3 separate regions of the Mus musculus genome follow, and all the other regions are linked to region 2. A link is a contact called in public Hi-C and promoter capture Hi-C data. All regions are on one chromosome and are shown on one strand. Each heading gives the region's core, a stretch centred on a gene start, on an enhancer-like site or on the middle of the called end of the contact. The rest is flanking DNA. Distances are from core to core; before and after follow the strand shown.

Region 1 (3,114 bases), core at 159-2,658, 640 kb before region 2:
GGGACTATTAGCATGTTCTACCACGCCTGGCTCTCCTAAGTCTTACTTCCTAAGTGCTGTCTAATAGAGAAATAACACGGAATACAAAGATTTCTAACAATTATACGAAATATACTGAATTCAGTTCAGTATGTCCAGACTACTAATAATTAACATGTAGTTTAGAATTATGTAAGACATCTCACATTCTTTTTCCTGTCTAGCTCTTCAAAATCAGCTGTGTACCTCACTTATGCTTACAGCACGCTCAGACCTGGAGACCCTGCCTTTCACACACACAGAAAGAAGCCACATGTGATTAAAGTGGCCCCACAGATCCAATGGGACAGCATCGATCTGTACTTCTGAAGCTTAGATTGGTTCAGGTGGATCCAGTGGGTGGTATGGGAAACGGATCCCTAGTAATCTTGTAGATTCAGCTCTGCCTATGTAACGGCTACTAAAAAACCCCTGCTTGGCCACGTGCTGCTTCGTTTGGGAGCTGCGGACTCAGGATCTAGAAGGTTGGTTTTACCTCCCTCATTGTTGTCGAATCATACTGGGACAACCTACAGGACCTTGGTTGACATCCTTCGTGAGACCAAGGGCAATGGAACTTTCTAACGTCTGGCTTGCATTTTTTTAAGAATCTGGTTTGTGGCTTGTGGAAAGAAGGCATCAACCTGGGGAAGAGGAAGCCTCATGGGACCAAAAGGCCCCTTGAGGGCAGAGGCTCAACTTTGATAGTTCCTGAAGCCACAGGCTCCTCTTGTGACGTAGGTGGGAGTTTTCTGTGAACCTTTCAGCAATCTGTCTGTCTGTCTGTCTCTGTCTTTTTAATTTGGACAGTCTCTTGCTCTGTAGGCCAGGCCGGCCTTGAACTCATGGCCATCCTCCTGCCTTAGCCTCATGCCGGGATCACAGACGAGAGCCATCAAGCTCGCTTTCTCCATCCGGTCTTGAAGACACACGCTTCAACTAGATGTTCCTGGTGCTCCAGAAGATGGGGATGTCAGTGACCAGGTTGGGGTTCGCACCCCGAAATACAGGCGTGAGGGGCGGGTCTCGGCTTGGGCCCGCGCCGCCCCATGTGACCCGGTCCGACGTGGTGTCGCCTCCTCTCGAGGAGGCGGTGGCGTCTTCGGCTGTGCGTCGAGCCGGCCCCGCGGCCGCTCATGAGCAGCCAGGGCCGCTCGGGTCCCCCCGGGAACCGCGGGCCCAGGGAAGGCGAGGGCGGGGAGGCGAGGAAACTGCAGGAGGCGAGGGTCGCGCGGGGAAAGCAAGGGAAAGGGAAAGGGAAGGGGAAAGCAGGTACCGGGCACGGCGGAAGAGGAAGCGGGGCGGAAGGAAAGCCGGGCCTGCAGCCGGAGAGGAAGGCAGCGGGGCCGGCGGCTGAGGCAGGCCGGGGACAGGAAGGCGAGGGAGGCGAGGAGGAAAGGCCGAGAAGCTCCGGGAAGCGGGATGAGGGCAGCGCAGAGCCGGGGAAGGAGGAGCGGAGGGTCGGGGCCGGGCGGCGGGAGGACGACAGCCTGGAGAGAGGACAGGAGCAGGGACCTCAGGCGTGCGGCGGCATCCCGGGAACCCGGACGGCCATGGCGGAGGACGCGGCGGAGGATGCCGCAGCGGCGGCCGTGGAGCCGGCCACCCGTCCGGCCGCGGGGCCCGCGCTCTGGCGCCTGCCGGAGGAGCTGCTGCTGCTCATCTGCTCCTACCTCGACACGCGGGCCCTCGGCCGCCTGGCCCAAGTCTGCCGCTGGCTGCGGCGCTTCACCAGCTGCGACCTGCTCTGGCGCCCGATAGCCCGGGCCTCGCTCAACACCGGCTTCACGCGGCTCGGCACCGACCTGTAAGCGCCCGCTCGCCCGCCCGCTCCCCGCCCCGGGCCGGCCAGCGTCCTGGGAAAGGGCGGGGCGCCGAGGCCTGGTCGGCTCGGGACCGTGTGGCACCCGGAATACTGAAGCCCAGACTTGCCCCCCACCCCCTCCCTCTCCCCTCCCCCAGCACCCTCGAGGAATACTGGTGTCACCCCTCTTCAAGATTCCCCAACCCGAGGAAACTTCCGGAGAGCATTCCTCAGTCGGCACCCTCCCCCGTGGGCGGCTACTCACAGTTAGCCATCCTAAAATGAGTATTCCCAAAGGTTTGGCTCCCTGGGTTCCTTGCCCTGTGTCCTGTGCGACAGACAGGACCTGAAGGGTGACTCCTGCTGGTTCTAGGGCCCAGGCCCAGGTCCACCAACGTGGTTTTTGTGGCCTTTCGTCCTGCCCACCCTCTCAAAGGTTGTTAGGTTTCAGGGCTCAGATCAAATTAAATGTGCAGAAAAGGGCTCAGAACCTTAAAAAAACAAAAACAAAAACAAACAAAAAAACCTTTCAGTTCCATTGTCAACCTATTTTAGGACTTAATTCAGGTGGAAGGACCCACAAAAGATGTCTGTGTGAGGCATCAAGTTGGATTTGGGGTAGGCGGTATCCAAGATAGGCAGTTTGACCTAGTAATATCTGAGACCCGTGGATGCAAACCATTCCTAAAACACTCAGGCTGTTAAACAGGAAGGGGAGAGCGTGTATGACAGTCACAGAACTGGTCAGGATAAACGCTTTCAGACTGCACCCTGCTCTTGCTTTGTTGTAACATATGCGAATATAATAAAGTTTTAAAAAACCGTAAGAAATGATCATTTGATGCACTCCTATTTCCATTTTAAAAGTTTTTCAGTTGCACACCCCCTAACCCTACTACCCCCCACCCCCCACCCCACTTCCCCATCCTAACAGAATGAATGCTTAATGAATGATGTAATAGATTTGGAGGTATGTCATACGCCATGACATAATTTGTCTTGAATTAACTCCTTAGAATAAAAATTTCAAGGTAGCCACTATTGGATTAAAGGTTTTGATGGGCAGAGGTCACAGTATACCAGCAAAGAATGAGTGAGCCGGTTTGATGAGAGAATTAAACCACATCTTTAGTGGGTGAGTGATAGTAGCCAAAGCTCTGTTATTTTGTATCGCTCTGCGCTAGCCAGGATAAATATTTTGCCATGTGTCTGTTTCACCTGTGAGACTGTTTCTTCCTACTCCTTGTCTCTGGGGTCTTGGTGTTTTTGTTATAAATTTGGAATTTTTCTGG
Region 2 (3,032 bases), core at 178-2,677:
CACTAAATCTTCCAGTCACCTATCCTCAGTAAGCCATTCTGCTTCTTCTCCTAGCATGAAATTCTAGGGAAAATCCTCCTTTCTTTGGGTCCATTGAGTCAAGTCTCTCATAGACTGAGACACACAAATCTCTACAGGACGCCTGCAGTTCTCCTGGGACAGTTACATGGATTCCTACTGTACACAAGAAAAGTGTGTGAAAGCTCCCCAGGACCAATCTGTATAAGTGAGCGTTCTGGGAGTGCATGAGGACCTGGGTGACATTCAAAGCCACCAATGTGAATGGGGACTCCTCCTCCCTAAAACTTTTTTTTAACTTAAGAGTTTGAGGAAAGGTGAGATCACAGTGCCTGACGCCCTTGCCCCATCTTATCTTTGTATATTGTTCTCCACTAAGTGCCTCTAAGTGTTAAGACCAGAGACTCACAGGAGTCCAGCGTGAGGAAGGAGTTGCTAAGAGCTAGGGTAGGAACTGAAGTGTAGCAACTTCTCTGTAGGGTAGGTACTGAGATCGCCCCCAAAAGGTCCAGCCTAGGGATGGAGACTGCTCCACAGTATAGTGAGGAGTGAGAAGGGGCTGGCACTCCTGTCCCTACTCCAGAGGACACAGAAAGTGAGACCCAGAAGGAAGGGCAAGGGCCGGGGTAGACACTCAGAGAGACAGGAGCCAGAAGACAGAAGAGACAAAGGCCAAGAGGCTCAGACACGAGGAGCCAGAGGCAGACCCATGAGTTAGGGTCGCTGAAGCTACACAGGCAAGGACCCCTAAAGCCAGAGGAGCCACAGAGCTGAGCTCTGAGGGCCAGGCGTCAGGAAAGCCAGGCCTAGCCAGCCTGGCTCCCGCTTTTGAGGCCCAAGAGAGAAGGAGGGGCAAGCGGCTCCATTTTGAGAAATGCGTTTGTAGCTGTGGGAAAAAGAAAGCCCTGGTTCTCCCCAGCACTCCCTGACCTATCACTATGGTACACAGACCCCTGCGCCCCCACCCCAGCAAGTAAGCTGGGGGTTCTAGAGTCTGGGGCCGCGCCAGGGCCTGAGATGAGTCTGGCCCACGTCCCAACTCTCTGACCTCAGGGCTGGGGTTGGAGAGTTGGGGAAAGTCCCCCCAAACACACACACTCAAACTCCAGAGACCAGTCAAGCAGGATCCAGTCTGGGATCACGAGTTGCCATTCCGAGACTGAAAGCCCAGAGTCGTCGTGTCCCCCCACCCCCCCCCCCGCCACCCACAATAGTCCGCTCCTTCCATAAACTGGGGGCGTCTATGGAATGCCACCTCCCCACCGGACCGCATCGCTTAGAAGTTGGGGCACCCTCAGCCCTGGACCCCTCACCTCCGCCGCGCTGCTCCATGCTCAGCCCCGGGCCGCCCCAGCACTCCACAGGCGCGCCGCCCGCTCCAGCCCGCGCGCGGCCACTCGGAGCTGCCCGGCTCGGCCCCGCCTCCGCCCAGCCGGCGCCCCCGGCCCTGACCGGCCCCCGCCCGGCCCGAGTGGGCGGTGCGCACTGATGGGGGGAGGGGTCCGAGGGGCGTTCCCGCCCCGGGGAGCGGACACGCGCAAGTAACCCACGTCACGCGTGCCAGCCAGGGCGCACGCGGGGGCTGCTCGGCGGCGCTCGGGATTCCTCCCAGAGTGGCCTAGCAACTGTGTGTGTGTGTGTGTGTTGTGTGTGTGTGTGTGTGTGTGTGTGTGTGTGTGTGTGTGTGTGTGTGTGTGTGTGTGTGTGTGTTAAGTGTGGTGTGTGTGTGTGCTCGGTAGCGCTCGGGATTCCTCCCAGAGTGGCCTAGCGACTCTGTGTGTGTGTGTGTGTGTGTGTGTGTGTGTGTGTGTGTGTGTGTGTGTTAGGAGGCTCGGCCGGCTCGAGACTCATCGAGCCGGGTCACCATCGCCTATCCCTGCCGGAGCCCAAGGGCCAGCGGCAGCTGGTCATTGTTCCAGCACAAAGAGCCAAGGCGCGGCGCCAGCCCCGCCCCTCCCCCTCCGCTCCTCTAGGAGAAGCTTCCCTCCTCAGTCTCCAGCTTCCCGGTCCATGGGGAGGCCGAGGGGGTCAGCCATCCCTCTCCAGTTGCCGGCTCCTGGGCACAAGTTGAGGGACTGGCTCGGTCGCTGTCTGTCCCACCCCCAGCAGGCTGGAGGTCACACGCTTGGATTTTCCAAATCGGCGCCACCTGGTGGCCCTTTCCAGCAACTTACCAGCCCCCCCCCCCCAAGACCCCCACCAATCCCACTCCCTTTCCAGCACAGCACCCTCGGGCCGCGAGCCCAGGCTTGTCCCTGGCATGGCTCCAGCCTCCCTAGCCGAACCTCGGGGGTCATTTGCTATGAGAAGGGTCGCTGCTCAAAGGGGGTGGGAGGGATACCTGACCCCCAATAATCTCAAGAACGAACAGCTCAAACCTACACTGGCTCCGCAGCAGACATCCCAAAGTCTCTCTTGGGGTCACAAATATTTTTACCCTCTCGAAAACAACAGTCTTAACACCCACACGACCTTTCCCACATTCAGTCTCGGGCAGCCACAGTCAGTCTCATCCATCACGTGGCTCCATAGATCTTCATTCCATAATCCTTCAGGCCAACTCACAGAAGGCTTGGTGTTTCGTGCACGGGAGAGTGCACAACAGTCCTTTGCATCCAGTCACATTCTTTAAATACACTCAGCCTCCCAACCCTCTTCCACGCAATGACAGCCGGATTCAGCCACTCTGGAAACTTCTTACATCATATTCACAAACTACCCACTTTCCCTGAGGGGTCTCTGTGACCTGCTCAGGTCAGCCGACCTCACATGTTCTGGCAAGGCCATCCTCCCTTCCCCGATCCCCCCCGCCCCCCCCCCCAAGGTCTGCCAGAGCTGGGCTCAGCCCCAGGAAGAAGCACCCCCCCCCCTTCCAGGCCACAGCCTGGCCGGCTCTCAGCTCTATTTTTAGCTCCATGGAAAGGGTTGTTTTTCTTTCTTTTTCCCTGGAAAGGAAAACACAGCCTAGCCACCCTCAGGCTCACTCCAGCCCCTCAGCTTCACAAGAACATACC
Region 3 (2,786 bases), core at 234-2,733, 750 kb after region 2:
AGTATTAAAACACACACACAGGGGCTGGAGAGATGGCTCAGTGGTTAAGAGTACCCACTGCTCTTCCGAAGGTCCTGAGTTCAAATCCCAACAACCACATGGTGGCTCACAACCACCCATAATGAGATCTGACACCCTCTTCTGGTGCATCTGAACACAGCTAAAGTGTACTTATGTATAATAATAAATAAATCTTTAAAAACACACACACAAGTAAATCAATATCACTCTTTCCCTCCTGTGTGTCACTAGTTTTATGTCACCTTGACACAAGCTAGAATCATCGGAGAGGAGGGAGCCTTGGCTGAGAAAAATCTCTCCATAAGAACAATCCAAATGAAACTGAGTAAGAAATAAGCAAGGTGTGTGTGTGTGTGTGTGTATGTATGTATGTATATATACACATATACACATATATACATACATATATATGTATACACACACACACACATATCTTTATGTTGGTGGACAGAGGTGCCTTAAATTGGGTCCCACAGTGTATGCTGGTGACAGGCCTCTTCAGGGGACTTCTTGGTGCCGGAGCTGGAGTGTGGTAAAGCGAGAACACCCACACGGAGAGAGAGAGACAGCCTGGTATGTGGTGTTCAACTCCACATTCAGTGAAGATGCACGTTTACTGAAAGGGGATTGCTAATGAGCTTCAGGGAAACTTCCTTCTGGAAAGGGCTAAAGTTTGGGGATGAGGATGGGGGTGGGGGTTGTGCCCACTACTTTTGGTCCTAGAAGTCTGACTGGTGTGAGGATTCTAAATTAAGAACTAATTTTCAAGGTTGTGGCGTATACCAAGGGTATGGCGTATATGTTAAGGCAAAGGGAAAGCCACACCGTCATCTTGTATTTGAGTGTTACTAGCTCGCTTTATAAACCCAGGTAAGTGGGCCTGGGGAGATGGCACCCACGTAACAGCATGACTTAAGTAGAAGCCCTTCTGCAGTCCCAGCGCTTGGAAGACTGAGTCTCTCTCTCTCTCTCTCTCTCTCTCTCTCTCTCTCTCTCTCTCTCTCTCTCTCTCTCTCACACACACACACACACACACACACACACGCGCGCGCGCGCGCGCGCGCCAGGGGCTAGCTGTAGCTAAGTTGAGCTGCAAGCATTCGAATCTTTCATCCCCGGTGACATCAGCCTGGAACGCTCTGGAACACTTGGCTGGCTTGCTTTCTCTCATGCTTTCACGACCCAGTCTTCCGTATGCTTTGCTGAGGTGGCACTCTGCCTCCTACGTGACCGCCTTGCCCTGCCCTGTTTAGTCTGCTCCCGCGACCTCCAACGCAGCGGAGGACCAGAGCCCACACCCAAGGTCTCTGCGTTCCTCCCTGGCGGAGAGGGAGGACTGGGGGGCGGGGGTGGAGGGTAGTTACAGCATCCCTTAGAAACTCCCTCAGCTCCAAACAGGAGGGCGACCGCAAGATGCAGGGGCACCTCCCGAACCAGAGGCGGCGCCTCCTGATGGGCGCGGACTCGGGCAGAGTCGCAGCGCGGCTGCTGATTGGCTGTGCGGAGTCAGGCGCTGTGGGCCGAGTGGACGGGTGTGACCCTGGGGGCTCTGAGTGATGGGCCGCGACTCGGGCGGCTCCCAGTGTTGACCTGGGTGTGGGCTGGCTGAGGGCCAGGGTAGGAGTGTGAGCACCGCCTGCGGTAGGGCAGCGATGCGGCCTATCGCGCAGTCGCTGCCCTCCTCCCCGGGATGCTCTGAGGGCTTTAATGGGGCATTCGCTCAGCACTAAGTGCTGAAGGACCGGAAGGACGGTAGTTTTGCTGGGGTTACAGGTATGCCTGAGGTGACCCCACAGAAAGTTAAATAGTTTATTACATACAAACAAATTAATCCTGGATATGTACACAAATCGAACCAAAGCAGATACCCAAATATTGGTGCGCAAATATTTGCAGCGCTTTTTACACTTGCCAAAAGGTGGAGCCAGCTCAGTTGTTGATCCGTCGATGAACTGGCTGAGGTAGACACTTTAAGTGCTTAGTAGGCAATACCAAGGAGTGGAGTATTACTTGAATGAAATGGGGACACCAAGGTATTGTTGAGGAGAAAGTCTTTACTCTAGAGGGAGAATACAGCCAGAGGCATCTGGAAGGGTCCAGAGCAGACTAAATATGGCCAGCAGAGAACCAGGCCATCGAGGAGGGAGAAAAGTGGAGAGCAAGAGAAAGAGGGACCCAAGGTGACCAAGACCCAAGAGGGCAACGAGGACAATGGCTAAAATAGCAGGGTTATATAGGAACGAGAAGCTTGGGGTCGGGGTCGGGGGAGCCCAAGAGTTGGGGAAGTTTAGGGTAGGGGCCAGGAGAGAGCGGAGAGGAATCTCAGGCACTGAGCCCCGAGATCAGCAGACGCTTTGATATGCTAATAGGCACCACAGGTGGCCAACTGTCTTGAGTTTTCTTTTGAACCTGACACCACTGATTTATGCTACACACTGGGTGATTGCCTGGCAAACCTTGCTGGGAGTGGGGGGTGGTAGCACATGTGGGTTATCAATTGTTTAACTCCCTATCCTTGAAGTACAAGGCAAGCGGGTACCTCCTAGGCCAGCACCGTTGGTTTTTTTTTGTTTTTTGTTTTTGCTAAGGGTGGGGAAAAGTTGGCTTGTGGCTGATAAGATTAGGTGTCACTGGCAAATGGTTTTAAGAGTTTTGGGTGATGAACTGTTGTAGAGGGCCTTGGTGGCCAGTCTGATTGACAGAGCTAGTTCTAAGACAGCCAAGGAAGGCTACAACAAAGAAACTCTGTCCTGAAAAACCAAAAA

What was found. A called contact is a pair of places that touch in the nucleus more often than the background predicts. Capture Hi-C pulls out chosen DNA fragments and counts their contacts.
Region 1: a promoter capture Hi-C map of pancreatic islet shows a contact between it and region 2. The contact joins the promoter of Fbxw4 here to the promoter of Lzts2 in region 2. A contact is called at or near these places in 1 of 39 promoter capture datasets (the SN4741 cell line) and 2 of 9 other capture datasets (liver and pancreatic islet).
Region 3: a Hi-C map of uterus shows a contact between it and region 2. The contact joins the enhancer-like site here to the promoter of Lzts2 in region 2. A contact is called at or near these places in 1 of 484 Hi-C or Micro-C datasets (uterus) and 1 of 115 datasets of contacts at active chromatin or transcription factors (pancreatic cancer cells).

Annotation. Positions count from the first base shown.
Region 1 is chr19:45,658,487-45,661,600 of GRCm38.p6, reverse strand. It overlaps Fbxw4 (F-box and WD-40 domain protein 4), which reads left to right and starts at 1,408. Exons shown (of 9, transcript NM_013907.2): 1 at 1,408-1,825. The coding sequence starts at 1,572.
Region 2 is chr19:45,016,530-45,019,561 of GRCm38.p6, reverse strand. Lzts2 (leucine zipper, putative tumor suppressor 2) reads right to left here and starts at 1,427. Exons shown (of 5, transcript NM_001130526.1): 1 at 1,332-1,427.
Region 3 is chr19:44,265,843-44,268,628 of GRCm38.p6, reverse strand. No RefSeq gene overlaps it. Among named protein-coding and RNA genes, the nearest start is that of Gm35183, 4.9 kb to the left of the region's middle. Within about 2 kb of position 1,483, at least 306 of the 459 cell types and tissues checked have an H3K27ac peak or open chromatin away from gene starts, as enhancers often do. A contact at or near this core is called in pancreatic cancer cells and uterus, where this site is marked.